5 separate regions of the Mus musculus genome follow, and all the other regions are linked to region 4. A link is a contact called in public promoter capture Hi-C data. All regions are on one chromosome and are shown on one strand. Each heading gives the region's core, a stretch centred on a gene start, on an enhancer-like site or on the middle of the called end of the contact. The rest is flanking DNA. Distances are from core to core; before and after follow the strand shown. Region 1 holds the start of Prc1 (protein regulator of cytokinesis 1). Region 2 holds the start of Mesp2 (mesoderm posterior 2). Region 3 holds the start of Vps33b (vacuolar protein sorting 33B). Region 4 holds the start of Cpeb1 (cytoplasmic polyadenylation element binding protein 1). Region 5 holds the start of Man2a2 (mannosidase 2, alpha 2).

What was found. Promoter capture Hi-C pulls out the DNA fragments that hold promoters and counts their contacts.
Region 1: a promoter capture Hi-C map of liver shows a contact between it and region 4, with 2.3 times the contacts expected there. The contact joins the promoter of Prc1 here to the promoter of Cpeb1 in region 4. A contact is called at or near these places in 2 of 39 promoter capture datasets (both in liver).
Region 2: a contact with region 4 is called in a promoter capture Hi-C map of pre-B cells, with 2.7 times the contacts expected there. The contact joins the promoter of Mesp2 here to the promoter of Cpeb1 in region 4.
Region 3: a promoter capture Hi-C map of liver shows a contact between it and region 4, with 4 times the contacts expected there. The contact joins the promoter of Vps33b here to the promoter of Cpeb1 in region 4. A contact is called at or near these places in 2 of 39 promoter capture datasets (both in liver) and 1 of 115 datasets of contacts at active chromatin or transcription factors (pancreatic cancer cells).
Region 5: a promoter capture Hi-C map of liver shows a contact between it and region 4, with 2.2 times the contacts expected there. The contact joins the promoter of Man2a2 here to the promoter of Cpeb1 in region 4. A contact is called at or near these places in 2 of 39 promoter capture datasets (hippocampal neurons and liver).

The regions. Positions count from the first base shown.
Region 1 is chr7:80,291,585-80,297,520 of GRCm38.p6, reverse strand. Prc1 (protein regulator of cytokinesis 1) reads right to left here and starts at 3,045. Exons shown (of 15, transcript NM_001374624.1): 1 at 2,930-3,045. The coding sequence starts at 2,940. It also overlaps a transcript of Rccd1 not described here.
Region 2 is chr7:79,808,810-79,814,314 of GRCm38.p6, reverse strand. Mesp2 (mesoderm posterior 2) reads right to left here and starts at 3,588. Exons shown (of 2, transcript NM_008589.2): 1 at 2,556-3,588; 2 at 884-1,786. The coding sequence starts at 3,386. The coding sequence ends at 1,505.
Region 3 is chr7:80,265,226-80,271,032 of GRCm38.p6, reverse strand. Vps33b (vacuolar protein sorting 33B) reads right to left here and starts at 1,378. Exons shown (of 23, transcript NM_178070.4): 1 at 954-1,378. The coding sequence starts at 1,049. It overlaps Ngrn (neugrin, neurite outgrowth associated), which reads right to left. Exons shown (of 3, transcript NM_031375.4): 3 at 5,655-5,807.
Region 4 is chr7:81,451,764-81,457,537 of GRCm38.p6, reverse strand. Cpeb1 (cytoplasmic polyadenylation element binding protein 1) reads left to right here and starts at 2,780. Exons shown (of 12, transcript NM_007755.5): 1 at 2,780-2,904. The coding sequence starts at 2,890.
Region 5 is chr7:80,366,724-80,372,751 of GRCm38.p6, reverse strand. Man2a2 (mannosidase 2, alpha 2) reads left to right here and starts at 1,377. Exons shown (of 24, transcript NM_172903.4): 1 at 1,377-1,650; 2 at 1,823-2,020; 3 at 3,007-3,159; 4 at 3,775-4,032; 5 at 4,102-4,246; 6 at 4,367-4,538; 7 at 4,928-5,055; 8 at 5,268-5,441; 9 at 5,697-5,883. The coding sequence starts at 3,028.

The DNA of each region.
Region 1 (5,936 bases), core at 1,796-4,295, 1.2 Mb after region 4:
TCTGGAATTTGCCCTGAAGATCAGGTGGTCTGGATCTCCGAGATCCACCTGCCTCTGCCTCTGCCTCCTCCTCCCAGGTGCTGGGATTTAAAGGTGCCTGCCACAGGTGCCTGGACCACCAATGCCTGGCTGTTTTCTGTCATTGTGGCCATCCTGGTGGCTATGAAGTAGTATCTGTGATTCTGACTTACATTTCGATGACTAATGCTGAACAATCAGCCATTTATAGATTTCATTTGGAGAGATGTGGGCTCAAATTCTTTTCCCATTGCACACTCCCCCCCCCCCAAACAGCATCTGAAAGTGAGGAGCACAGGGAATCAGAGCCAGTCCTTTCACTCGGCTGCTTTATTTTTGAGACAGGAGCTCACCAATGTGGCTCTGGCTGGCGTGGAACTCAGAGAGCCACTTGTACAGGGGTTAGAGGTATGTGCCACTATGCCCTGTCCTTCCCATTTAATGAATAACTGTGAATGAGGGACAAATGAAGAGGATGGAGCTGGAGAGGAGATGGCTCAGACGTTAAGAGCACTGGCTGCTCTCCCAGAGGACTTGAGTTTAATTCTTTTTCTCATAAAGGAAAACAATTTTTTTTTTGTTTTTTGGTTTTTTTGTTTTTCGAGACAGGGTTTCTCTGTGTAGCCCTGGCTATCCTGGAACTCACTTTGTAGACCAGGCTGGCCTCAAACTCAGAAATACGACTGCCTCTGCCTTCCGAGTGCTAGGATTAAAGGCGTGCGCTACCACGCCCAGGTAAAGGAAAATAATTAATTGAGCTGGCTTAGTGCTTCCCCCATCCCAGCCCTCCAAAAAGGAACCACATATAGTGGTGTACTCCTTTAATCCCCACACTCAGAAGTACTCAGAAGGCAGGGGCAGCTGCATCTCTGGGGTTGAGGCCAGCCTGGCCTACACAGGGAGTTCCAGGGCAGCCAGAGCTGTGTACAGACCCTGTTTTAAAAGCACCCTACCCTAATAAATAAAATAAAGAAATCTTTTTAAAATACAACATTGAGACATAAATTCAAGGATCTCAAATCCGACTGAAACCAAGACAAGGGATTGGTGTGGCCTTCCTGCAATCTCAACAAGTGTGTCTCAGAAGTTTTTTAAAAAGCAGAAAATAGCCAGGCATGGTGGCGTATGCCTTTAATCCCAGCACTTGGGAGGCAGAGGCAGGTGGATTTCTGTTTGAGGCCAGCCTGGTCTACAAAATGAGTTCCAAGACAGCCAGGGCTACACAGAGAAACCCTGTCTCGAAAAACAAAACAAAAAACAAAACAAAAGCAGAAAATACTTGGACAAGCCATACTGGAAGACTTTATTTTCTTGGGGGAGGGGCGTGGTCTCTTATAAGCTGCTCTGGCCTTGAACCTCCCACCTCTACCTCCCAAGACAGTGGGGGGGATAGATGTGCCCCTCACCCAGCTGTCTGGCTTTCCTATTTTGAAATAGGATCTCTTTATATTGCAGATGTCTGGAACTCCCTGTCTTGAACTCCTGAGATCTGTAGATTACAGGTGAGGGTAATCATATCCAAATATACTCTGAATACAAATTTCTATTCAGTGTAAGTTAGGATTTTACTAGTCTTCATAATGCACCATTAACCCCAGAAGGGCTTAATGAATAACGTCATTCAGATGGGAATATCTGAAATCCTTAGCCTTGTACTCAATTTCTTTTCACAATACTACTTGTCAGTTGTTTTCATTCTATTCCCAGACTCTTGAGGCCAAGTATCTGGGGGTAAAAAAAATGATCAAAATCTATAATCACAAAACCAAGATTCTTAGAAATTACAAAGCCTTGTCACCCAACTCGTTGCAGAAAATTATTTTATAAATTCGAAAACGGCATTCAGCCTTTTACTCAAAGAGTCAGTTCTGATTGGATTTCCAATCGGGCACTCCCAAGCAGTGCCCGGGAATTTTCTTTTTAATAGAGGATTCTTTTTATTTATTTTCATAGGTGCGTCGGTGTTTTTCCTAGATGTATGTCTGTATGTGAGGGTGTCAAAAATCACCTGGAACTGGAGTTAAAGACAGTTGTGAGCTGCCTTGTGAGTGCTGGGAAATTGAACCCACCTCCTCTGGGAGAGCAATCAGTGCTTTTAGCCGCTAAACCATCTCTCTAACCCCGCCTGGGAATCTTAAAACGACCGGAAAAGAATTCGAATTTGTTAACTTGCAAGGAAATAAAGCCTTTCTTTCTTTCTTTCTTTTTTTTTTTTTTTTTTTTTTTTTTTTTTTTTTTTTTGTGACAGGGTTTCTCTGTGTAACCCTGGCTGTCCTGGAACTCACTCTGTAGCCCTGGCTATCCTCGAACTCAGAAATCCGCCTGCCTCCGCCTCCCAAGTGGTGGGATTAAAGGCGTGTGCCACCACTGGCCGGCTCAAGCCGTCTTCCTAACTCAAGTAAAAACGCGGAACTGTAAGACACGAAGAAAAAACGATACATTTAAAACTTTAAGGTTAAAAAAACTTCAGGGCTTTTTGTACTGTCTCACTCCGTAGCCCAGGTTAGTCTTAAACTACATCTCCTAGGCTAAACTCGAATCGATTTTGTTCTAGCCTCCCGAGCAATGCGATTACAGACTATACTCAAGAGATGAGAAGCCCACACCATTACATGCTCAGCGTTTACACAGAGAAGAGGCCGAGTAGCCGCGACTTGCGGCGGCACCTGAGCTCGGCCGCCAGCTACGCCAGGCCTGAGACAAACCCACCCCGGCCTCGAGGAAGCGTGTCAACCCCGCGCTGTCCCCGCTGCTCGCCCCGCTAGTGGCCTCGGGCACAGATGCCCTCCGGAGCCGGCTTCGAGCGCCCCAGCCACAGACATCGGTGCCTGAAGACCGGCGAACCCAGCTTGTCGAACCTGGTACCAGACCCGCACCTCAGTAATGGGTCCCGCCCCTAAGAGACCCGCACCTTCTCCTCATGGTGGACGCTCCAAGCTGTCCAGAATCGAGACCCTCCACTTGCCACGCGCGGGACGGAGAACGGTAACCAGCCGCAGCAGACTTCACCCGGAGTCCGTCTCCACTCTCGAGCCGTTGGACCCCGCGGAATTCAAACCGAGCCAGAGGCGGTGCCAAATGACAATTGGTTACCGCGTCCGCCACTCACGGAGCCCCGCCCTCGTCCCGCCCCTCCTGCGAAGGGCTGCTGCCTAGGCCTGGGATACAGAGACCGCCTAGGGCGTGGGAAGCGCTTGCACGGGGAGCGTGCGGGCCTCAATATGCGCATGCGTGCACCTATGCCCGCCTCAAGGGTGGGGTGTAGGGGTGTGGCCGATGATGTCACCGGTACCCACTGAGTTGCTGCCGTTGGGTTTCAAATTTTTGTGCTTCCTGAGAAGTATTGGGTAGACTGCCAGAACAGCTCGACTTCTTGCTACTCTCCAATGTCCCAAGAGGAGCAGGGACTAGCAGGAAAGCTTAGAAGGAAAAAAAAACCAGGCTCTTGGTCCTGGTACCTTAGTGGACAAGTTTATCGCATTTAATCATTAGAACACACCTGTTAATAATGATCATCACTATCCTGAAGAAAAAGATTTGAGTAGCTTTTCCAGAACGTAGGCGGCAGAGACAGGACAGGGAAATAGTTTGGGCTACAGGAAAAAACTGACTTGCCCAATTTAGCTGTGAGCAAATGGTGATTTGGGCTTTGTTTTTCTTGCACATTATAAGATTTAGGTAAATCAGGAAAACTCCACAATTTGAACATGACATCAAAGTATTTGTGTAGCCGGGCGTGGTGGCGCACGCCTTTAATACCAGCACTTGGGAGGCAGAGGCAGGCGGATTTCTGAGTTCGAGGCCAGCCTGGTCCGCAAAGTGAGTTCCAGGACAGCCAGGGCTACACAGAGAAACCCTGTCTCGAAAAACCAAAACAAACAAACAAACAAACAAAAAACAAAAACAAAAAACAACCAAAGTATTTGTGTGTCCTTTTCTTCCCACTGACCCATAGCATCTGTATCCCATTTTCAATGATTTACTATTACCTAATACACTGCTATGGGAGTATCTCCTTTGCTACTCAGACTAAAATTTGTAATAAAGCTGAGATGAATTTCTTTTTTGCTACCTCCTCCAAAATGATTTGTAGAAGTGTAATTATTGAATTCTCCTTTGCGAAGAGGTACTTATTAACCTATCTTCTGCACCAAACTTTACCTGGAGTATCCTTGTTACCCACAGCACTGGTGATTAGCAATGCGCTTTTAAACCACTAGCTTCCATCTATAGGCCCAAAATAAAACAAAATCTAGTTTATACTGAATTATAACTAAAATTGTCTGCTTTTCTGTATTGGTCAACTGTACCATCTATAAGAGTCTCATTATTTGCTTCTCTTTTTTATGATAAATACATTTATTAAATTTGTGTGTGTATATGGGGTGGTCATGTGTGGAGAATAGAGGGCAACTTAAAAGATTCAGTTTTCTCCTCCCACTGCATGGGTCTAGGAAGTAGAATCCAAAGCTGTGATTCTCAAAATGTGGGTCTTGAGCCCTTTGGGGGGGGGGGGGTGTCAAATAGCCCTATCACAGGAGTAGAATAGCAGACATCCTACATAACAGATATTTGATTCATAACAGTAGTAAAATTACAACTATAAAGATATTTGTTTATTTGCCTGTTTATTTGTTGAGTGCTAGGGTTATCACACCCTAGCAAGCCAAGCGCTATCACACCCTGACACACCTGTTTTTTCTGAGACAAGGTGTCATTCTGTACACCAGGATGGCATGAAACTCATTGCATAGCCCAAGCTGGTCTTGAACTTGTCAGTCATCTTCCTGCCTCAGCCTCCCATGTGCTGGGATTATAGAAAGTCATTGAGTTTGTCATCAGAAAGATTTTTTTCTTACTTTTAGAAAACAAAACATAATATTTTATTTACTAGGCACAGTAATAGAAACCTGTAATTACAACATGTGAGAGGCAGGAGGATCATGATAACTTCGAGTCCAGCCTGGTTTACATAAGTCTAGGCTAGCCAGTGATCATGTCTCAAAAAAGGAACAAGTAAACCTGTCTGTTTAAGTTAGAGCAGTAACACATTTATCTTCTGGAAGTGTACTGGAGCACAGAACCTTAGGATGGGAAGGCGTGTGTGCACCACTGTGGGCCACTGCAGCCTTCCTCCTCCTATACACGGGAGGTTAGTGACTCCCTCCAGGGAAAACGGAGTAGGCCCAGGATCGTTGAACTATTTTAATCTTATCCCTGTCTAGTTTACGTAAGAATGAGACCCAGCTATGGTTATTTTATTTGACTATGACAGTTACTGGCAGTCACCCCTAATCTACTTTTCTAACTGCTAGCCTCACTACCTCCCCAGTGGTGTATCCCAGACACTTGCCGCTTCTCCTGGCCTTGTGCTCATGGTCCATCTTCCCTCACAGTGGCTTCCTCCTCCCTCTGTCTCCTTTCTTTCTCCTTTGTTGCAACTTCCAACCATGTAACTCAAAACCCACCTATCTCTAATCCTTCCAGTAATTAGCTGTTCCATTTTATTTAACCAATAGTTTTAAATTAAGGAGCAAGGTTTGTACAACAAAGGTTGATAAATGTGAGAACTCACTCCTGGTACAAAATTTAACATTACAATATGTAGCAACAGACCAAACCTCCTCCAAGAGTAAACAATGAAAGTCCAGGTCATGAAGCACATGAAGCCCCCAGGAAAGTCTCACTATGTAAAAAAGGAGATTGTATGTCTAGGACTACAAAGATATTGCATTTGAGAACAGAGGTGCCCAGCAGTGGTTTAAAAACCACTTTAATCCCAGCACTCAGGAGGCAGAGGCAGGCAGTTTCTGAGTCCAAGGCCAGCCTACTCTACAGAGGAAGTTCCAGGACAGTCAGGGCTATACAGAGAAACCCTGTCTTGAAAACAAACAAACAAACAAACAAACAAAAAACAA
Region 2 (5,505 bases), core at 2,339-4,838, 1.6 Mb after region 4:
AGTAAGAAAAATGTTTTTTTTTGTTTGTTTTTTTTTGAGACAACCTGGCTCTTTCTGTGCAGCCCTGGTTCCCTGGGAAGGAACTCCATATGTAGACCAGGCTGGCCTCAACTCAGAGAGCTACCTAGCTCGGTCTCCGGAGTGCTGCGATTAAAGGTGCCTAGCACCACTGTTCCCATAACTGTGAAAGAGCCCTACCGCCCACGTGTCTGGGCATCTAGTGTCCCCATGCTTGCTCATGACTGCACATACACATACCCTCAAGGCTCAGCCACTGTACTGGCTGGTTTTTTGTGTCAACTTGACACAGCTGGAGTTATCACAGAGAAAGGAGCTTCAGTTGGGGAAATGCCTCCATGCCATCCAGCTGTAAGGCATTTTCTCATTTAGTGATCCAGGGGTAAGGGCCCCTTGTGGGTGGGTTCTATAAGAGAGCAGGCTGAGCAAGCCAGGAGAAGCAAGCCAGTAAATAACATCCCTCCATGGCCTCTGCATCAGCTCCTGCTTCCTGACCTGCTTGAGTTCCAGTCCTGACTTCCTTGGTGATGAACAGCAGTATGGAAGGAAGTGTAAGCCGAATAAACTCTTTCCTGCCCAACTTGCTTCTTGGTTATGATGTTTTGTCCAGGAAAAGAAACCCTGACTAAGACAACCACCTATCACTGCAGGCCAGGTGCAGCTCCTGGCCCCTGTGCCCAGCCAGGTACAGCAAACATTGTCAAAGTGACAAGCTGGGGCCCACATCAACCTTGGCAGGCTTAGATTGCAGAAGGGCTGGAGTGGCAGATTTCTTATCTGCTCAACAGAAAAACTTTTCCCTTTAAAAAAAGGCAAGGAAACATATGTCAATTTAAGAAAAATCAGAAGCAAACAAGTTTTTGTTGGTTTTCTTCTCTTTAATAATAAAACAGTTATAAAACCAGCATATACGATTCTGGCCAGCTGTCTCCAGCAAGCAGGACATGGACCTCCTTTGTCCTCCACACTCAGGCCACCCCGTACTCAGAGCAGCTCAGCCTGTGCTCTGCAGAGTGCTGAGCCTTTAGAATAGTAGTTCTCAACCTGTAGGTTGTGACCCCTGGGGGGTGGAGTATGGAACGACCCTCTCACAGGGGTTACCTAAAACTACCAGAAAACACAGAGATTTACATTATGATTTATAACAGTAGCAAAATTACAGTTATGAAGTAGCAATAAGATAATTTTATGGTTGGGGGGGGTCACCACACCATGAGGAACTGTATGTATTAAAGGGTCACAGCATTAGCAAGGTTGAGAATCACTGCTCTAGAAGATACCTAGAAGCGGGGGTGTCTTGTCTCAGCCCCCCTCAAAACAGTGAAGGTACCCAATGTTTATCTGCCCCAGACACCGTTTCCATGAAAGGGGTCATCTGGGAAAGGGGGGCCATAGCTAAGCAGACCTCAAAATGTCACAGAAGAGGCAGATAAAGGCACTTCCAAGGCAGCCCAAATCCACACCGCAGGGTGCAGGTAAGGCCATATTAGTAGAAAATATTCAGTGGGGGTCCTTCCAGGTCTTCCTGCCAAAGTTCAGGACAGCCACTGAGCTGCAGGCCTGAGCTGGGGGTGGGGCTGGCCACAGGAAGCTGGAGGGCAGGGCTGGAACCCTGATCCTCAGAGGTGGAGAGCACCTCTGCATCGTGGCCCCAGCAGCCCCACTGAGGCTGAGGCTGAGGCTGAGGCTGTAGTCTCTGGCATGATGGGCGGGGCAGGAGAAGTGGGCTTCCCAGGGACAGGCAGGGTTCTGGAGACACAGAAAGACTCTGCAAGAGAAATAGGGGGGTTGTATGACATGGTCACTGACTGGAGATTTCAAACCTGGCTCTTTCCCCAGTGTAGCTGGTTCCCCAGTGTAGCTGGTGCTGCCTGCATAGCCTCAGGGGAACTCATACAGTGGACCATAGAAATCAAGAATCCTGGTTCTGGGGACCCACTGCCAACCTTCAAATCCTAGCTCTGCTATGAGAAGTTTCTTCATGTCAGTTTTCCCACCTGTAAAATGGGGTGCTGTATTAGCATCATAACGCATCATAGAGCTGTATAATCGGATACAGGGAAAGTACAAAGCAACCAGAGAGTGCTTGGTAAAACCCAGTCATCACTATAATCTTTTATGGGCCACAAGTCATTTATGGATGAACGCATCTCAAAGAAAACACTCAGGTCACCACTTCCAGAAGGATCTATTTAGGAGGTGCTGCCAATACCCCTGGGCCTCACTCATGTACTGAACTTAGAATTTCCAGCTAGTGAAGGCCCTCGCCTTCCACCCTGGCCTCTGTGTAAATCCGAGGGCCATCCTCTCTTCACCAAGCTGTGGTGACTGTTGCACAGCAAAGGTGGCAATTATGGCAGTGGCTATAACTTCCCGGGGCCTCATCTCTTCTCCTACAGGTGTAAATAAGGCTATTTCCATCTATCCCTTCATTGGATAACCTGGGACCTGATGAGTAGGAGACCCTGTACAAACGAGAGACCGTCCACTTTAGTTCCAAATGAAGCCATGAAAATGGCAGGGGTCCTAGGACCTACCTGATACACTTTAGTCAGCTCTGCAGGTTCAGTGGATTGTGTCCAGTGTCCAGTCTTGTTCCTAGGCTCTGGGGACATCTGCATGCCAGGACATGCTTGAGGTGGTGCCCAGGGAGAGGAGTCAGCGGCTCTTTCTAGGGACTGGTGTAAGGGTGACTGTATTTGGGGACAATAAGGAGGTGTCACCCAGGGATCCACGTTGGAGATCCTGTTCCCAAGGTTTTCAGGTGAGATCAGAGGTCCAGGACAAGCAGGCGGGCACCCCCAGGACACCCCACTACTCATGGCTGATCCCAGGCTAGGACCAAGCATCTGAGCCTGTGAGGGGCTGCCACCGTCGGGGCATTGAGGGCATCGGTGAGAGAACGCCGCGTCCGCACTCCGTCGGCGCCTGCGCCGCAGACTGTCCTCGCTGAGGCCCAGCAGGGCTGACAGGTGGCCGATGTAGCGGATGGCCAGGCGCAGCGTCTCGATCTTGGTCAGGCTCTGGCCTGCAGGTGCCACCGACGGCGGCAGGAAGCGGCGCAGTTCTTGCAGCGCGCGGGCGAGTGTGCGCATGCGCAGCTTCTCGCGCTCGCTGGCGCTCTGCCGCTGTCCGCCTGCGGGCGCTGGGCGCGTTCGTCGGGGCGCCGTCGCCTGGGTAGTGCGCGTGCTACGGGCCGGGCCGGCGGGCTGCGAGGGCCGACGGGTGGCGTAGCAAGGGCAGGAACCGGACGAATCTGAGGACGAGGCCGGAGACGTGGAGTCCGATTGCTGAGCCCAGCCCCAGCCCTGGGAGAAGACCCAGTGGTCGAGACCCTGGAGGCTCTGAGGAGGAGGCGACTGGGCCATGGCTGGTGTGACTCTGGGAAGCTGGACCGGTCACCTCCAGGTCCTAGCTTTTATCTGGACTAAAGGTGTGAGGTGGTCCCCTGCCAGGTTGCAGAGAGGTGTCAAAACCCACAGAGCCCAGGGAAGGTCTGGGCAGGGGGGCCCTGGGAAAGCGGGCCCATTTGCAGAGGTGTGGATTCTGACCCCTCGAAGGCTCTAATGGAGGCCCCTGCTGCCGGGAAGTGTGGGAGAGACAATTCGCATCTGGATGGAGTTGCTAAGCTTCTCACCGAGCCCCCACCTTCACTCCGCCCTGCTACTGCAGGGTGAATACACCCGAACCCACCACCACGGTAGATGGCTGCTGGGTACCTGGATGTCTATCCCGTGCCTCTGGTTCACTTACAGAGTGGCCACCCTTCATCATTAGCCTTTAATGGGCTATGCCTGTGCTGGTTCCGACCAGCACAGTGGGGCTTCCTCAGGTTCCCCCATTAGCCAATTTGCTGTATACACTTAGAAACTCTCACTGACCACAGTATCTGTACCCACTAAAAATGGAACCCAGCAGCCTGGAGGGTTCCAGGCTGGGAAGTGGAAATGGAAGGAGGTGGATGCCAAAGCCAACTTGAAGCTTTGTGTCACCTTGAAGCCACCTAATTTCTTTGAGCTCATCTCAGTAGGAATTGCTGCACAGAATGACTTCCAGCCCTCCCTGGATTAATCCTGAAATTGCTTGCTATGGGCTTTCATTGTGCCTACACTTTATAAAGAAGGGACTGATACAGGTGTGGTCCATATACCCGTAATTTAGCACTTGGGAGACTGAGGCAGGAGAATTGGAGGGAGGTGAGGTCAACCTGTACCCATCAAGAACTTGTTCCAGAAAAGAAAATCAATCAAACAAATAAACCCAGTACTGCCACCGGTGACCACTCATGGCTATAGTCCAAGCCCTTGGGAGGTAGAGGCCAGAGGATGAGGAGTTCAAGTCCATAGAAAGTTTGAGGCCAGCCTGGGCTACATGAAACCCTGTCTCAAAAAACTAAAACAAATCAAACCCAGGCACTAACATTTCAAAGTGTTTATGGGCACACATTTGCTTATTATATGCAGGGCCCTTAACCTGCCTGAGCTTGTCCTGATTAGCAAAACAGCTAAGTATGGCATCTGCTCCCAGAACTTCTGTGAGAAACAGCTGAGGTAATAAAAGCCAAGGACAGGCTCTCCTGAGCATCAACTGCAACTGAAACAAGGCACCCATACCCTGCATCATCTCCAGGACAGAAAGCTAAGGGTTAAATGAGCTTTTGGCGCAGTCAGGCCTTAGCCACCGAGGCTGAGCAGGTCCAGCTGGGTCTTGAACCAAGAGCATTGTTTCATTAGGGAGAGGGGACACAGAGAACATTTCCAGAAGGGAAAGGCCTGGAGGTGGGAGGGCCAGGCACGTCTGGAACCAGGCTGAGTTGGTTTTACTCTCAAGGCCACGGGGAGCCTCTTTGACTTTTGAGCAGAAGGGTAAAGTAATCTAAAATATCAGTCAAGGTGAGTGTGACAAGAATACTTTAGAGGACTGGAGAGATGGCTCAGTGGTTAAGAGCACTTGTTGCTCTTGCAAAGGACCTGGGTTCAAGTCCCAGCATCCACATGTTGGCTCACAACCATCAGTAACCTCAATTCTAGTGGATCCAACAGGCACATGTGGTGTACGTACATGCATGAGAGCATTTATTATTTATAAATAAATAAATAAATAAATAAAATTTTAAAAAGTTTTCAAGAAACCTCCCAGCACTAGGAAGTCAGAGGTAGGCAAATCTGTGAGCTCGAAGCCAGCCTGGTCTACAGAGCAAGTTTCAGGACAGCTTGGGCTACACAGAGAAACACTGTTTTCTAAAACAAACAAACAAACAAACAAACAAAAAAGTAGTTTTCAAGAATGGACTTCACTGGCACAGCCTGGAGTAAACAGTGCTTTGTAAATGTTATCACTTAAAAAATTAACTTAATTACATAACCAAATAAACATTTCACTGTGAGAGATGGAAACCTGACAGGTCTGTGACTAAAGGCCCTGTGACTCTTCAGAGTGACCGCCCTGGGTGGTTGCCCTTGGTCCAGCTCAGCCGCTGTAGCCATG
Region 3 (5,807 bases), core at 129-2,628, 1.2 Mb after region 4:
CCTTTCTACTGCCATCAGTTTTTTGTAAGCTTTTACTACTTTAATCAGTATTCTCTGAACTAGCCTGCTGTCCAATTGCTCTTCGTTACAAACCACTATGGCAAACATTGCTTCACACTACAAATGGGTGTGGGTCTTCAGCCTGCTGTGTAATTTGTTTGTTTGGGTTTGATTTTTGTTGTTTGTTTGTTTTTCAAGACAGGGTTTTTCTATGTAGCCCTGGCTGTCCTGGAACTCACTCTGTAGATCAGGCTGGCCTCAAACTCAGAGATCTGCCTGCCTCTGCCTGTGAAGGAATGAATGCACTGGGATTAAAGGTGTGTACGACCACCCTTTCTTTCCCATGGGGAACAATGGATGAAACCGAGAACCCTGCCTGGGCAATTGTCTAACCACTGAACTTTATTTCCAACCTACAGTGTAACTTCTGTTAGCTCTTTCCTCTGCTCATGCACCGGTCCTTCCCTGCTAGGCTTCCCATCTAGCAGCCCAACTGCCTGAATGTGCACGATGTTCCTGCTCCAGAGAAAGCATGTCTATTCTTCAAACTCTAGATCTCAGGAAACTCTTAGATCGCCCCAGCTGTTGTTTATTCTAAACTTTTCCGGAAGTCTAGAATTCACTTACCATCCAGCACCCTTTAGGGGTCATTATTTCATAGGGCATCTCCTGGAATGTAACTAGTGACAGAGGTATTTCAACTGTATTTCCATCTCCAGTGATGCCTGGCACAAGTGTGTCTTTTTCATTTGCACAGAGGCTGGCAATTTCCATTTATTCTCTGGCCAGGTCTCAAGCAACTGTTACTACTCTGGTTTTTCCTGTTGACCGCCCCATTTTGGATCTGTCTCAGAAGCTCAAAGAAAAAAAACCAAGGGACTCAGCAAGGAAGAAGTCACATTGAGGGCCACACTGTTGACGCAGTAAAGGCGCCGGCCACGGCAGGCACTGACCTGTTCTAGCAGATAGATGAGCTGGTCCCGAGCCAGCCTCTTGAGCATAGAGAAGTCGGGAAGCTCAGGGGCGTCCAGCCGATGGGGAAAAGCCATGGCAGCGGTCACCTGAGCCACCGTGTGAGAGCAGCAGAATTCTCCCTGTTCTGCAAAGGCCGGCGACAGCCCAAGGTGTTACTGCAGGCTGGTACCCCGCTTGCCTGGGCTCTGGATCCCAGGACCCCCAAGGGGCCCTCGCTCCTCTGCCGTACTCGACGGATGAATGACCGACCACCTCCCGGACGGACGGCCACAGGCTCAGGCGACTCTCCTTGGAGACCTATAGTCACTGGTCCCGCCCGAGTCCACTCAGCCTGTCAGCAGGATTCCCAACGACATCCGCACACTCGGCAGCGTGCCGGGGAACCCCGCCTCCTACCCAGAGAAAAGCCACTTCCTAGACATCCCGGAAGTCCGGGTCTCCCAGTTAGCGATTAGAGCACTAGAAGGGGACGGCGGCCGGGAAGGGACATTTGAAAACGGGAGTGAATCTTTTCACAGGTTTACTTTGTGTGAATGTGAGCGGTGTGTGTGTTTGAAACCTAGTCTGCAGAGCACAGTGTGTGTGTGTGTGTGTGTGTGTGTGAGAGAGAGAGAGAGAGAGAGAGAGAGAAACCTAGTCTACAGAGCGCTGATTGCTGGAGTCTCAGCTGTTAATTTAGTCTCCAACTATTCAGTCCTTAGCTTCCTGGTAATAGAAGGTAAGCGAGCAGTGTAAAGAGGAATGAATGTGTTAGACTATGAAAGTTAAGGCTTGCCAGCTGTAACCCTTGGCTATTGGAGTTCGATTTGTTAATGGCCATTATGGAAGAAATGAATAAGCTTGTGGCACAATCATGCTACAAAACAACTGTACAAATTAAAGAGGCAAAATACAGAAGTAGTCAGCTGGTAGTGGTGCACGCCTTTAATCCCAGCCATTGGGAGGCAGAGGAAGGTGAATCTCTAAGTTTGAGGCCAGCCTGTCCTACAGAGTGCGCTCCTGGACTACCAGGACCACACAGAGAAACCCTGTCTAGAAAAACCAAAACAAAAATCAAAAACAAGCAAAAACACAGAAACACATCTATATAGTGTTGTTTACATAGAATTTGTTTATGAAACAAGGTCACAATATGTAGGCCATGCTGTCTATTGCAGATAGGAGCTGACTGGGGAAATCAATAAATGAAATAATGGGAGAAAGGGTGAGGTATAATACTTTGTTGTTTAAAAAAGAAAGAAAACAAAGGCAGTCTGTCATCTTGGTGGGTGTCTGTAAACCCAACCCTTCGAAGCAGAGAGAGGGATCAGGAGTTCTCGGCTACTCTGGTCTCCACAGAAAGTTGAGGGAAGCTGGGGTACAGCTCAGTGAATGAAAGGGTGGAGACTAGAGTTTGGATCCCCAGCACCCACAAACATGCTAAGGGGGTGTGACATCAGCTCAGTAACTTCAGCACTCCAAAGTCAGAGGCTGGGGATCCCTCAGGCAAGCTGTCTAGCTAGACTAACCTAATCACCTGGCTCTGGGTTCATCAGAAAACCCTGACTCAAAAGGTTAGCTGGAGAGCTAGCAAGGACTCCACCCCAACCTCTGGCCAACCCCTTCCCTGCCTCCCCAACTCCCACTCCCTCAAAGCAGAAACTCACCTGGGACAAATGACCCAGCTTCTAAAAATAACTAGCAAAGAGGAAAAGATGTGAGAGGTGAGACTTAAGGTATAGGAAATATATTGAGGCCAGGTATAGTAAAAATTTTGGAATTTTGGTTTTTTTTTTTTAATGGAAATATAAGAACACGTTTTCGTTCTAATCCCAGGTGTGGGATATGAGGCTGCTTCAGATGGTTCGCATCAACCATGATTTGCCTTGTGCTCTGGCAAGGGCATGACTTTGCCAGCTGCAGATAGTTTGTGTGTGACATTTGGAATTCTGGTGTCTTTTCAGAGGGTATAAATGCTAGGGCCCCAAGAGGCATGATGGGTTGTTGGTTGCAATTTGTTTAGTCATGGGTGAAGAAATTAGATATCCTGGCTGAGAAGATCAAACTTGCTCCAAGGAACTCATCACCCCTAATCAGCAGGAAGTAGTCTAATGATAATGTTGCCCCTTTCTGAACCCTGATTTTATTCAGGGGTCTCTTTCTTCTCCTATCCTTTTTTTCTCTTATCTAGTGTTCAGGGGTGGAAAGGGTAGGAAAGGGGTGGAGAAGGGTGAAAAGAATCCAGAATAACCAAGAATGGCGACAGCCAGACCCAGCACTGGGTAGACAAGAGGCAGGATCTCTGTGACTTCAGGACCAGCCTGGTCTACATAGTTGCTGTACAGCTGGTGCTATATAGTGACCCTATCTCAAAAAAATTAATTATAATTTAAAAATTAGCTACAAAACGGAGAACAGCCTCAAGCCTCAAACTACTTATATTAAAAGGTCTTGCCTCTTAACACAATAGGATGAGGTTATGCTCGACTGTGAATCCCAAACAGCCTATGGGGATAGAGGGCAGGACTTTCTCATCATCAGTTTAAAAATATCATCTGGCACCAAAGCAGCATGTTAGCTATTTTTGCCTTTACCCTATGTTGGCATCCTTTCTGCAGAATGGTAAAAATAACACTTGATTCTTTCTTCTTACTTTCTTGAATTTGTTACCCTACTCTTCACAAAGGGTTAAAAGGAACATACCAACAAAATCCTGTTTAGAAAACAAACCAACGGGATAAGTCACTTAAAAACCAGGCTGGGTGATTCACTCTCTAGCACCATTACAATAAATAAGTTTGTTTGTTTTAAAGGCCTAAGCCCATAGTGCTTCATACTTTATGTTGACCTTGGCCTGACCTCACACCATCTTAACCTGCTTGGTGACCGCTGCACTGAGGAATAGAGGTGGTCCAGCCATGTGCTCTGTGCTGTGGTCCACCAACCCAAGTGGCTGACGTACCCAGTCTTCTGTGGCTGCTTTATTTCCAGCTAAAGTGAGACCGCATTACCTGTCTTCCTCCTGCGCTCCCAAGTGCAGTACCACCTCATTCAGTGTGATCGATGTTCACGTGAAACTAGAAGGCCTCAAAACAAGAACCCATGAAATCCTGTAACCACAGCCAGCGGAGACTGCAGCGGGGCAAAGGGCTGGAGAGATGGCTCAGTGGTTAAGTGCATTAACTGCTCTTGAAGAGGACTGAGGTCCAATTCCCAGCACCCACCTAACAGCTCACAACCATCTGTAACTTCACTTCCAGGGATCCATGGTACCAGGCATGCATGAGGTGCACATCTATGTTCATGAAGGCAAAATACCCAGAACACATAAATGAATCTTTAAAACAAAAACTAGGAAACCCCCACAAAACGTGAATTGTACTAGAGCCTACATTAGTCTCCCAGCCTAGCCATTTCTAAGACAAGGGACACAGCAGGAAAGGCCAGGCTAGAAGCTTATGTGCCTTGGCTGAGGTCTGGGTGGGTAAGATGGCAAACCTATAAGGTAGTGCTGCCACAGTACCTTCATTGTTAGGAAGTTCTTCAGTCTAAATGGAGATCTGGCAGTACTTAGGAACAGTGGGAAATGTACAGGTCTCTTCCCTTCATGGGGTCTTTTTTCAAAATGAAGGAAAGTGAAGGATGCTAGTAGTATTAATCTCATCAACTGCAGAAAATAAGGGTAGGGTCATAGACTGTGATGACCCAGCCTTAGTCTGGGTGGCTAGGGATGCCTCTAGGGAAATAACAGTGGAAGCCTGCAATCTCAGCACTTCCAAGGCTGAGGAAAAAGGACTGCTGTTTCAAGCCAACCTGGGCTAGTAAGGCCGCTATTTAAAAAACAAAAGATGCCAATCAATACTATAATTACTGTTATCAGCATTTCAGAAAGCTAGGCTTAGGAAACATGGTAATGTGAAAGTTAAGATGGCCATACTTTAAGTGCCAACATAACTTCAGAGAACCAATTTTAGCCACCAAGGTGTTCAAGTAAGTCAGGTTAAAAACTGTTAATGGATTCTTGCTGCTGATCTGTTTCATTTTCCACCAGAACATCATACCATATTGCTGGAATTGTAGTAAAGGTCTGGGTTCGAGCCCCAGAACTGCCTCTGACCAGCAGACATCTTAGGTCCGTTCCTGTGTACAGGGGCTGGGTTCCCATATACTCACAGCATCTTTAGGAAAAACCTGACATCAACTGGGATAGCAAATATAGTTTAACTTTAGCATGTAGTTTGCGAGACTGTGTTAGGAACTCTAAGCCTTTAACCATTAAAGTTTGAAGTTAATGGTTAGTGATTTGTTCCCACTCCCAAATCGTTGTCAGAACCCCACAACTCAGTCCAAGTTTTGGTTGCAATGGAAGTTAGTGGCATGGCTCAGCAGGTACAGGTTCTTTCTGCCAACCTGAGTTCTATTTCCAAGGCACACATGGTGGAAAGAGAAAATCAACTGCTACAAGATGTCTTATGACATCAGCAATGTGCATCCCTGCACACATACAAAATCTAACTTTAAAAAGTAATGTATCACCGAGAGGAGCGCATGCACAGAAGGCTTTTGTTGGACAGGTCTCTTCTGTTTCATGTACCAAATTTTAATCTAATGACAAAGAATGCTTTTCCTTCTACCTTTTCTATTACATCCCTCTCCAAAGTTTTTCAAGTAAATTCTGCCGAGAAGAGAACCAAGCAACAAACTGCTCCATTTCACTTTATTTCATACATAAGGAAACCAATTGATTAAACAGATCAAGAATAGATTGTCCAGTGATTAGAAAGGAAATGAGGTCAGGAGGCAATCTTTCAATTTTCTCCCAATATAGTATCACAAAAATCCACCACAGGATA
Region 4 (5,774 bases), core at 1,531-4,030:
CCAAAAACAACTTTTCACATTTATATATTTAACCTATTTCAATTTTACATTTATATATGATAAAAGTGAGGCTGATCCTCTGGACTTTAAAAAATTCATTACTCTGTGTGTGTATGTGCATGCACTTGCACATATAGACATGTATACCACACACATACACCCGGTAGGAGGATCAAGGACTCAGTCAGTTCAAAAAATGGGTGGGGTGAGGCAGGGCAAGATGGTTCACCAGGTAAAGACATTTGCTACCAAGCTTGATGACCTGAGCTCAAGCCCCATGACCCACAGAGTAGAAGGAGAGAGCTGCGAGTGTCTTCTGACCTCCACTTGTATCCATATCACACAAATAAATAATAGATGTAAAATATGAAAGGAAGCTGGAGATGCCAAAGGTTTTACTCTCATCAGACTATGAAAACAGAAAACGACAGGTCTGAGTTCTCCATTTGCCCCTGTTGGCAAGGGGTCCTTGAGGAAGTCACTTAATTGCCTTCTTTTGTAGTATACTGGGGGTTGACCCTGGAGTCTTGTATGTACTAGACAAGCACACCTATTGATTATATTCCCAACTCTACTCTTGAGTCTGGGGGTGTGGTGAGGGAATGTAGGGTAGGGGCACACAGGCTTACTAAGTTGTCCTCACAGGCTGGCTTTAAATTTGCAATCCTCCCTCCTGCCTCAGTCTCCCAAACAGCTGAAGCCAAGCATGTTCCTTCTTTGAACAGCAGCCTCTTTACCTATGAGTTAACAAGCAAAGCATTTAGAAGTGTGAGAAGTACACGCTTGAATGCCCAGAAAATACTCCACTCCTCCTGCCTTTGGCTAGGTTTAGGGACGGTGATTTAGCAGCAGAAATCTGTGTTCAAAGTTACTTTCTTATAGGCTGGGAGCTTGAAACTTTATATTTTTTCAGGTATCCATTCCCATAGGCCCTCAGGTGCCATTTCAAGTCTTAGATTCTTATCTTGTTTAACTTTGGGTCAGGGAGGACTGGATGTGAAGGATCACAAATTGGCAGCTACTAAGGTACATGGCGACCTTAAGATGAGATATTTTAGAGGTTTCTGATGCCTATCGGCTAACCTATTCCTTCCATTTAATTAATTAGTTAATTAATTAATTTATTTCCTTGAGGTAGACTTCCTTCAGACTGTAGTTCCTAACTGCCTTCGGATGCAAGGCACCCCTCCTTCTGCCTCATCTGTGATAGTATTGCAGTTATGGGCCTAAGCCACCATGGATGTCTTAGTCATAGATGCCATCGGTCTTTCCAGATATGCCTTGGGTCTTCAGAGCATCTCATACACCCTCACTTACAGTTCCCATGTTGTAGGCATCTAAGTGTGGCACCTCTCAGAATAGGAAGAGAAGAGAAGCAAGAAATACTAGGTTTGATTTATCAGGCCTATGCTGCCAAGATGGGGGTTGGGCTGCTCCTAAGGGGATGGGTTCTCCATACTGTAACCACCCTTTCTGCTTAGGACTTCAGTAACCCTTGGGAACGACCACAGAATGGAGACTAGCCAGCTGTCATTCAGCTCCCTCTGCACTTTAACTCCAGCATCTGTCCTCTTCCCCACCTTCTCCAAACACACTAGGCTAGGACCGTAGGCTTCCTTTCTTAATACCCTGGGCAGAAGCTTATACGTTCCTGCCTCACAAACCTGCCAGCAAGTTGGTAACAGCTTCTTCACCTGTCAGGAGGAACCTTGAGTATAATACGCGCTGAATAAAAAGTATAACATATAAAACACTTAGAAATGTTCAATAAGCTCTGTTCTCTTTCTTAACCAACCTAGTGGCTTATTTCCCACCTCCAACTCTCCAGCAACACCTTAAAAGAGACCTGGCAACTTCCAAGCTTGTTCACCTTTCCTCTAGTTTCCAGCTAGCTGCAGAATAAAAGCCCTTCAGAAACTGGGCTCGGGCTTCCCTCCTGTGGCACCAACACGCATTAGCTGGTCTTAGTCAGATTGAGCCTCTCAGTGCATTCCTCCCTCTCCGCCTTCCCTGGTCTGCAGCCCGGAATGCCATCTCCGCCTCTGCGCTCGCTTGGGCTTCCGGTCTGGTCCAGCCCTAGCTGGCCCATGACGCCTCTCGGAACAACAGCTTCGCTCACCCTGATCTCTTGCCCCGAATTTTGTCAGTAAAGCGTCCTGTCATTCTGGAGGGAGCGTCGGGAGCGGTTTCCCTGGGGAACTGCAATCCGAAGAGGATCACTGCTGTTTTCGGAACTTTCCCGAATCCCCTGACGCCTGCGCTCCGGGTTCCAGCTCGCTCCAGATGCAGTGGCAGTCGGTCTGAAGTGAGGGCGTGTCTGCTGCAGGTGGGGATGGGTGGAGGGGCTGGGTTCGGTGCCACCGGGGCTTCCACCCGAGAGGTCACTAGCAAAGGAGAGGCGTGGTTATACGTTTTTTTGGGGGGGGGGCGCACGTCACCGGCGCAGCGGGGCATCCCAGGGTCTTGTAAATCTGTAGGGAAACTGAGGCCCGCGGGAGAGTGAAATGGTCAGGGTCACCGGGCGAGGGACTTGCTCAGGCCTGAGCCCCCTCGGGCTCCGGGGAGGCAGTGGTGGTCTGTCTTGGCTCGAGCCTCAGAACTAACCCCCACCCCCCGTTCGGACCCCCAGGCCCAGGGTGGGCGGCGGAGCGCGGGTCTGGACGGCAGGAAGGAGCGCAGGGGGCGGGGGCGGGGACGAGGCCGGGCGGGGCCGACACAGGTGCTCCTCGTCAGGCCAGCGCCGCGGAGCTTTATAAGCCGCCGGGGTGCGGAGTCGTGCGCTGCTCGCTGCAAAAATAGTGCCCACGTGTGTGCGCGTCCCGCGCCGCACAGACCCGCCGGCCCGCGCGCCCGCCCGCCCGCCAGTCCCTTAGGGCCACGCCGGACCCCATGGCTTTCTCTCTGGTAAGAGCCGCCGGGGCGGGGCGGGGCCGGGCCGGGCGGGGCTGCTGTCCCCGCCGGCCGCCTCGGCTAACGGTCCGCGCGCAGTCTCGCCACTTCACAGGGCCCCCTCACCGCCGCCCGGGTTAGCGTCCCGGGCGGGGCGCCGGTCACATGCCCGCGGTCGTGGGCCTCGTGGAGCGGTGTGGGGCGCGCGGGGAGGGGCAGGGAGCTTCCTCGTGACTCAGGCCTTTGGGCTTAAAGGCGCCGCGGCCCTTCGGGGGCGACCGCCGGGGCCTCGGAGCTGCACTTGCACAACTCTCGGTGGCCTCGAACATACGTCCAGACAGGAGCCGGCCGCGCGGACGGGCGCCCGGACGCCAACACTTCCTTTTTCCGCAGCCGTCGCACGGGAGAGCTCGAGCGGCCGGCCGGCTGGCCGGCGGTGCCCGCGGCTCCCGTCTCTCTCTTTCCTTCTCTCTCTCTCCCCGAGAGTCGCCTTGGCGTCCCGCAGGAGGCAGGGGCTGGCGGCTCGCTGCGGGCGGCGCAGCAGCGAGCCGCGGAGACCCCCTCAGGCTGGGGCGGCGCAGGGGGAGACGCGCCACGACGGCGCTGACATGGCTCCTTTAAAGCCGAGGTCTCGGGCCCCTCGTGCGGGCCGCGCTCTTTCCAAGCCCGGGGAAGTCACGTGGCTTCACACGTTCGATTGCTCCCGGAGCCCTAGCCCCGAGGGTGGACCGGGCCAGGTGAGGTCGCACGTGCGTGTGACCGGGCTTCGAGGGCTGTCCCCGGGAGCCTCGCGGGGCTGGGGGGCGCGGGCCCGGAGGGGAGGAGGAGTTGAGCAGCCCGCGAGGGGGCGCAGGCGGGAAGCCAGCTAGTCCTCGGCGGCGTCCGCTTGCCTCACTCGGGCGGCCTGGCGGGACGCACTCATGTGGCCTCGAGGGTGTCGCTCAGCGTTTCTCAGCCAGCAAGGCCAGGTGTCCAAATTCGGGGGTGTCGGGTTGCAGATGGGCTCGCGTGGCCTCCAGCCCTGACCTCTGGTTTGGGGGAGCGGAGGCTGGACGCTGGGCGGGTAGGGCTGACAAGGCTGCTTCACTGGGGGCCTAGACGCAACGGGGTGTGTGTGGGGGGAGGCCCATGCCTAGGCAGGGGGACCCATGTCAGCAAAGAGCGTCCTCGGTGGGCAGCGCAGGCCACCCGTGTGGGTTGCTGTGCGGTTCCAGCCTCTCACGGTCACGAGCCTCATTTCCAGGGGGCTCTGCAAGGCCACGGTTCCTGCAAAGTGGCCCGCAACACCAGAAAGCACGGAGCACCTGGGCTCCAGGGTCCTATGCAGCCTCGTTCTGTGCAGCCTCGCAGGCGTTAGTTAGCACCGTGCTCTGTAGTGGCACTTTGTGCCTTGCAGGCTGACTCTGCCCTGCCCTCAGATAGAATTAAGCCTGTGGAAATGTCGGAAGCACCGGAGACCTGGAATAGCCTGGGGCTGCCAGCCTCAGGCCGCCCCATCCCCCACCGCGGCCTCCAGGCCCGACTCTGATGAACGCATTTCTCTGGCAACTGCTTCCTTTGGTCTCCCTGGCTACCGGGCTGCCTCCCCACTCTCTTCTGGCACCTGGGTAAACTGCTGGGCTGCGTCATTTGCTGGGGCCAGTGGGTCGAGTTTAGTGTTCTGGAAAGGCACGCGTGTACCAGCTTTCTCCAGGCCACCTCTTAGGTGATTCGGGCCACGTGTACCAGTGGAGACTTTGATGAGGCGAGTTTCCACTTTCGCATGCTCTTTTTGAGTGTAAGGACACAAGATCTTCTTTTCTTCTTTTCTTTTCTTTTCTTTTTTTTTTTAAACAACAGAAAAATACAACAGGCAAAACAAGACAAGAAGTTCAAGATTGTTTTCCCTGTATGTAGAAAGGAATGGACCGCCGACTTTGAACGTACACTGGGGCTGTAGCCTGTTAGGAGCCCCTAAGGACAGTAGTGTTCAAGAGTCACCACTTACCGTTTACCCTTTCTTGTAAGATCTTGCCTGGAACTCACGGGGCATTTTCTGTAGCGTTTACCATGTCCCACCCTCTTACTTCTCACAGTTATCTAAATTTGAGTCATTTGGCACTGCCTGCTCTGTTTAATGAAAGTTGACAAGTGTAGAGGTAAGTCAGCTTTGTAGTATAAAAACACTTGCTCCCCTCCCAATGATTGTTTTACAGACAGCTTCCCTGGCAGAGGCCCCCCAGTGTGGAAGGGAGGCTGTGTCAGCCTGCAGAGCAGACAGGAGTTAGAGAGCTGACACACGCATTTAATGAACCTGGGGACATTTGCAGTTAGGAATGGTTCTGGGGTCCTTTCAGTATAGGCAATTGCAGTGCTGTGGCACATTAAGTGTTCATAAAGCAGAAAGTGGAGGAGGAAGATAAAGTTGTATGATTCTAAGAACAGCACCAAACTTGTTAACAAGAAGCTATTGATAATGGCTGTTTTGAGAAGTATTTGTATCTGGTGCAATCGACTCACTAAAAACAAACAAACAAACAAACCTTTAAGTGATTTATAAACCTAAATTATACCAAGGTAAAGTAAATGAGTTGAAAAAGAGGGAAGAGTAGTAACCATTGACCTATAGTGTATATGTATATGCTGCTCTAAAGGAAGTGTTCATTAATTGACTACTGAAAACTTCATGCCCAGAGTTGATGGACCTTTGACACCTCCCCATTTTGAAGAATCTCTGGCTTATAAGTACAGCAATAAAAACTTAAAACAGTTTGGATCAAATAGAACATCTTTAATGTTGGATTCAACCTGAAGACTAGTTTGAAGTTGAGGCTCACATACCCATTCAAAAAGCCATTAAGTGATGGAATCAGATCCTGGGTCTTTTTGTTGTTTTATCCCAGTCT
Region 5 (6,028 bases), core at 128-2,627, 1.1 Mb after region 4:
CTCTCTCTCTCTCTCTCTCTCTCTCTCTCTCTCTCTCTCTCTCTCTGTGTGTGTGTGTGGTGTGTGTGTGTTTGCAGTCACTGTGGCACATATGTAGGAGATCAGAGGAGTCTTTCCTTCCACCACGTGGACTCTGAAGATCACACTCAGGTCATCAGGCTTGGTGGCATCTTTACCCACTGAGCCACCTCACTGGCTTCTGGGTTGCTATTATTTTTATTTTGAGACAGGGTCTCACCATGCTGCCCAGGCTGGCCTGGGACTCACCAAGATCTGCCTTATCTCTGTTTCTTGACTGCTGAGGACCTGGGTTCTGGGATGTTTTTATAAGGACAGGATAATCTGCTTTCTAAGGGCTCTGCCTTCATGAGCTAATCTTAATCTTATCAAAGCCCCACCTCCCGATATGGTCAAATCTGGGGACAGAACTTCAAGATGTGAACCTGGGGTTAGGGGTAGTCTACAACAGAGAGTAATATTTGTTTTGCTACGTAGTCCAGGCTAGTGTCCGTTTGCTGGGATCCTCTAGCCTCAACTTCCCAAGAGCTGGACTTTTAGTGGGCCAGCTCAGTTTCAGGCAGTAATTTTAGCAATCTTTTTTTCTTTTGAAACAGGATTGCAAATGTGTAGTCCAAGATAGCTTCGAATTTGTGTCAATCTGAGACAGGAGGATTTATAGGTGTGTGCCACTACGATCTAGCAAGCAATCTCCCCCCCCCCCCCCCCCAAGTAGCTATGGCTGTCCCGGAACTCAAAATGTAAAACAGACTGGCCTCGAATTCAGAGATCTCCCTGCCTCTGCCTTCCAGGTGCTGGGACTAAGCACGGGCTCCTACATCCATCCAAATATTAATCTTAAAAGGAAGAAAAGTGTGGAATTTGTGGAGATGTTCATTGCAGTATGGTATCTTACGCTGTAAATTGGAAACATGGATGCTCAATAAACCTTTAACCGGATGATATGCATTTCGCCCTTAGTGTCAGGAAACCCAGAGCCACCCGGAACTCACAAAACCTAGAGGGAGGCACTATTCCTTTGACTAAGAAACATCACTATTGAGCCAGGCAGGGAGGCCACGAAGCACCGCACGGTTTTGCCCTTTCTGCTCCTGCCTAAATCTTACTCTTGGAAGACCAAGAGAAAAAACAAAAACAAAAACAAAAAAAACAAAAACACAACAAGAAACAGTGGCGCGACCTTGCTGGGGTTCCGCCACTCCCGCCCTGCCGGGTCAACGGCTGCGCACAGCCGCCCCGCAGCCATAGCGGACCCCGGCACCGACCCAGCGGGAGGCGACCGAGTCGGGTGCCAGGGGGCGCTGCGGAACCCGGCGGGGGGCGAGGCAGCGGCGGGACCCGGCACTAGGGGACGCTGCGCGCGGTCCCCCGCGCCCCTCCTCCTGCCGGGCGCACCGCTCGGCCCCGTGGAGGCGGGAGCGCGGGAGCACAGGCGCGGGGCGAGCGCAGGGAGCGCGCAGCGGCCCTGGCCCCCGCGGGAGCGCGGCTGCGGGGCCGAGCAGGGGCGGTGGGTGGCCAGGCGTCCCTCTTAGCCTGCGCAACTGCCCGCGCGCGGGCCGCGGTCCCCCGGGATGCGAGCAGTGGCGGCTCGGCCGGCCGGGTCCCGAGCGGCGCGGAGGCCGGCCGCGTACGGTAACGGGCCAGGCGGGGCGTGGGCGAGGACTCCAGCCTGCAGGCCGCGAGCGTTGCGGCCCCCGGGTGCCGGTTGAGCCCCGAGGGCCGGAGGGGGGCTGGGCGGGCCGGAGGAGGGGGGTTACATCTCGGCAGGTAATTGCCCCACGGTGACCCAGCTCCTGCTCCCTAGCTCCGCCCTCTTTGGCCCGGACCCAATCTCCAGGGACTAAAAATATTGCCCGGAGGCTCCTGAGCGGAATCAGATCGCATTAAGTAGGACGCAGGCTGAGGTGACTGAGCTTTTCAGCACCAGGGCCCGAAGAGCAGACTCCAGAGAGCGGTCCCGCCCACGCGCGTTCAGCAGCTAGCGTCCTCCCTCCTCCGGCAGGCAAGTGGGGACTCGCGGGCGGTGGCGGCAGGCACTGTGGGTCGTCTCGAGTTGCCCCGTTTCGGAGCCGCTGTGCCTGGCTTCCGCTACCCTGGGGACTTTATCAGTCTCGCCGCTAGCTTCCTAAGAGTCCCTTTAAAGCACTCTGGAAGCCAGGACTGGAAGTTTTGCACAGCAGGAATCAGTACTGATGGGGACAATCCTAGAACTGGGTTGCGTTAGAAACATGGGCATTTCTTTTTCTCTTAAAAGAAATCCATTCTGTATTCTCTGAGATAGGATCTGGGCCAGGCACTGTTTCTGCTGAGTTCCAGTCAGCCCCAGGAGGTCACAGGGGAGGCAGGGTGTGAGTGTGTGTGTGTGGGGGGGTTGTCTGTCTCTCCAGCTGGTGATTGTACCCCTAAATCAAACAAAATAAAACCTCTTGTATTTATGTATACATCTGAAGGGAGGAAACACGTGGCTTGGGAGAGCCTTCTCAGAGTCCTGAGCAAGCTGTTTGCAATCAGTGGTTGTGTAATGAAGTGTGGGTCAGAGTTGGGGCTCTGTTATCCCTGTTTGTTTGTTTGTAATGTGTTACATTTATTTATGTGCATGTACGTCACAGAAAACATGCGGCAATCAGAGGACAATTTGTGGTAGTTGGTTTTCACCTTCCACCATATGAATCAAATGAATCGCTTTGGTTGTCAGGCTTGCCTGCAAGTGCCTCTTTACCTACTGCACCCCCACACTCCACATCCTGGTTTCTATAGCTTGGGCTGAGGGGAATCAGAACTCCTCTCCTACAGGACCAGCCCCAAATATATGTGCTACTTGTGTGTTGGGAGTCATAACCAAGATTTGGTACTTGAAAGCTTACTTGCTTTTTTACCCAGAGTCAAGCAAGTAGGTTGGTTCTCCTTGGGAGTCCACAGAGCGTTTGTTAGGAACACCAACAGAAGGGTTTTGCATGCCAGAACTACAGGTGGTGTCTCTCCTGCCAGGAACGTGCCTCCTGGGTCAGTATGAAGCTGAAAAAGCAGGTGACGGTGTGTGGGGCTGCTATCTTCTGTGTGGCCGTCTTTTCTCTGTACCTTATGCTGGACCGAGTGCAGCATGATCCTGCCAGACACCAGAATGGTGGGAACTTCCCCAGGGTGAGTCACACCTTGTTCTCTTCTTCAAATGCAAGTCACCTGGGCTCAGGAGAGTCTTGTCAGCACAGGACAAGAGCACCCCCCCACCCCCATTGTCTTAGAGATTGGACCTAGAGCCTCCTCATGGGCATGCGTGCATATAACACTAACGATCTACAACTGAGTTATGTAGCTGTAGCCCAGGGACATTCCTAGGCAGATTTGTCTTTCTTGTGGAGATGGATGCCCAAGGACTGGCGCATGCTAAACACATGCTCTACCACGGAGCTATGCTCCTGGCTGTAACAGGAAGTGAAAAGCAGCAATGCTGAAGGAGGAGGGAGAGGAGGAGGAGGAGAAGGAGGAAGAGGAGGAGGAGAAGGGGGAGGAGGGGAACAAGAAATTTGCCTTGTGTAATAATAGCCTGACTTAAGTTTCTGGCAGACACTGCTGATTGACCACCGTATTGCTTTTCCATTAAGCTGAACGCAGTCCTCCTCAGCACCGTGCTTGAGACAGGAGGAACATGTAGGTCGCTGAGCACGGGCATGTGAGAGGAAATGTTTGCCTTCCGTGGTCTGAGTGATGATGCCTTTCTGTTCTTGTTTTTTTTTTTTTTTTTTTTTTTTTTTGCAGAGCCAAATCTCTGTGCTACAGAACCGGATAGAACAGCTGGAACAACTGCTGGAGGAAAACCATGACATCATAAGCCGTATCAAGGACTCTGTACTGGAACTGACAGCCAATGCGGAGGGCCCGCCAGCCCTGCTGCCCTACCATACCGCCAACGGTTCCTGGGCTGTGCTCCCGGAGCCCCGGCCCAGCTTCTTCTCCGTCTCCCCCCAGGACTGCCAGTTTGCTTTGGGGGGACGGGGTCAGAAGCCAGAACTACAGGTAAGAGTTGGAGCTGGCAGGGACCCTCTCCCACTCAGACAGGCACTGAGCTGCATTCCTCCCCGGCAGATGTTAACCGTGTCTGAGGATTTGCCGTTTGACAATGTGGAGGGTGGCGTGTGGAGGCAAGGCTTTGACATCTCCTACAGCCCAAATGACTGGGACACTGAAGACCTGCAAGTGTTTGTGGTGCCTCACTCCCACAACGATCCAGGTGAAGGGCCAGTAGGCCCGGCTGCCGCAGGGTGTGGGGCGGGCTTTCAGATGGCAGGCATGAGGAGGGTGTGACTGAAGTATGTGGCATATTGAGGGGACCTTGTGTTGGCTCCCCCAGGCTGGATCAAGACTTTTGACAAGTACTACACGGAACAGACCCAGCACATCCTCAACAGCATGGTGTCCAAGCTGCAGGAAGACCCCCGGCGGCGCTTTCTCTGGGCAGAAGTCTCCTTCTTCGCCAAGTGGTGGGACAACATCAGTGCCCAAAAGAGGGCAGCAGTTCGAAGGTCAGTGGTGGTTGGGAAGGTGTGGGAAGGTCGATCATTATCTAGGACTCAGATGGGTAGGTTGGGCTTGTCTCATTGTGTGGCTGCCAAGCTGGCAGGGAGATTGAGCTGTGGCAGGAGTGGGGAACTGAAGGTCTGTTAGTGTGCAGAGAAATCGGAATGCTTGGGGCATGAGGGAGAAGCGTGGGACCTCTGCCTCTGAGCACAGAAGGGGGTCCTGAAATAACCAACCAAGACAGGGCCTTGCGGGCTGCAGGGAAAGGAGGCTGAGTGAGCACGCTGTTCACGTGGGTGAATTGGTTGGTGGAGGCCACTGCGTGCAGTCCCTGCCATCCTCTGGCTGCCAATGGAAAGGTCCCCGTCCCATCCCAAGTGTGCTTCATCCTTAGGCTGGTGGGAAATGGGCAGCTGGAGATTGCGACAGGCGGATGGGTGATGCCCGACGAGGCCAACTCCCATTACTTTGCCTTGGTTGACCAGCTCATCGAGGGGCACCAGTGGCTGGAGAGAAACCTGGGTAAGTGCAGGCACAGGAGCTCGACTCTGCCCCAGAGCTGGTGTGGGGCAAGATGCTGTGAGGTCCAGGGGTTGGCAGGGAGTTAGTTGTTCCTTTCTAGGCTCATGCAGCCTATCTGATGGGTGAGGCAGGAGCTGGCCTCCCAGGCACCAAGTGGCCAGGGGCCCGTCCCCAAGGTAGTCAGGGCCTTTGACTTCTGTGCTGTGCCTTAGGTGCAACCCCGCGCTCGGGCTGGGCAGTGGACCCCTTTGGACACAGCTCCACCATGCCTTACCTGCTGCGCCGTGCCAACCTGACCAGCATGCTGATTCAGAGGGTGCATTATGCCATCAAGAAGCACTTTGCTGCCACTCATAGCCTGGAGTTCATGTGGAGGCAGATGTGGGGTAAGGCCAAGTAGGGGCACGCATGGGTACTGTAGCAGTGGAGTCATGTTGACCTCTGCTGGCTTCTGTGGGCACATCTCCCACAGGAGCTGTGGGCCTGGGAGCCCCATGTCCTAATTCCCAGCCTACATACTTGCGACCTCAGCGTCTCTCAGGGCTGCCTGTGGGTGGCATGAACCTGCACACCTCTGACGTCCCTGTGCCCAGCTCCTCAGGCTGTCTGCCGTGGCTGACCCTGCGGTATGTCTTCTGTAGATTCAGACTCCAGCACAGACATCTTTTGCCACATGATGCCCTTCTACAGCTACGACGTTCCACACACCTGTGGCCCCGATCCCAAGATCTGCTGCCAGTTTGATTTCAAACGTCTGCCGGGTGGGAGAATCAATTGCCCTTGGAAGGTGCCACCCCGGGCTATTACAGAAGCCAATGTGGCAGACAGGTATCTGCTGTCAGCCCTGCTTGGACCAGGTGCTGGGTTTTGGGTTTGGGATTTTGAGCTTGTGTATGGTCTCGCTATGTAGCCCCAGCAGGCTCCAACTCCATCCTCTTGCCCCAGTCTCTGGGGTCCACAGGACTTTGCTGCC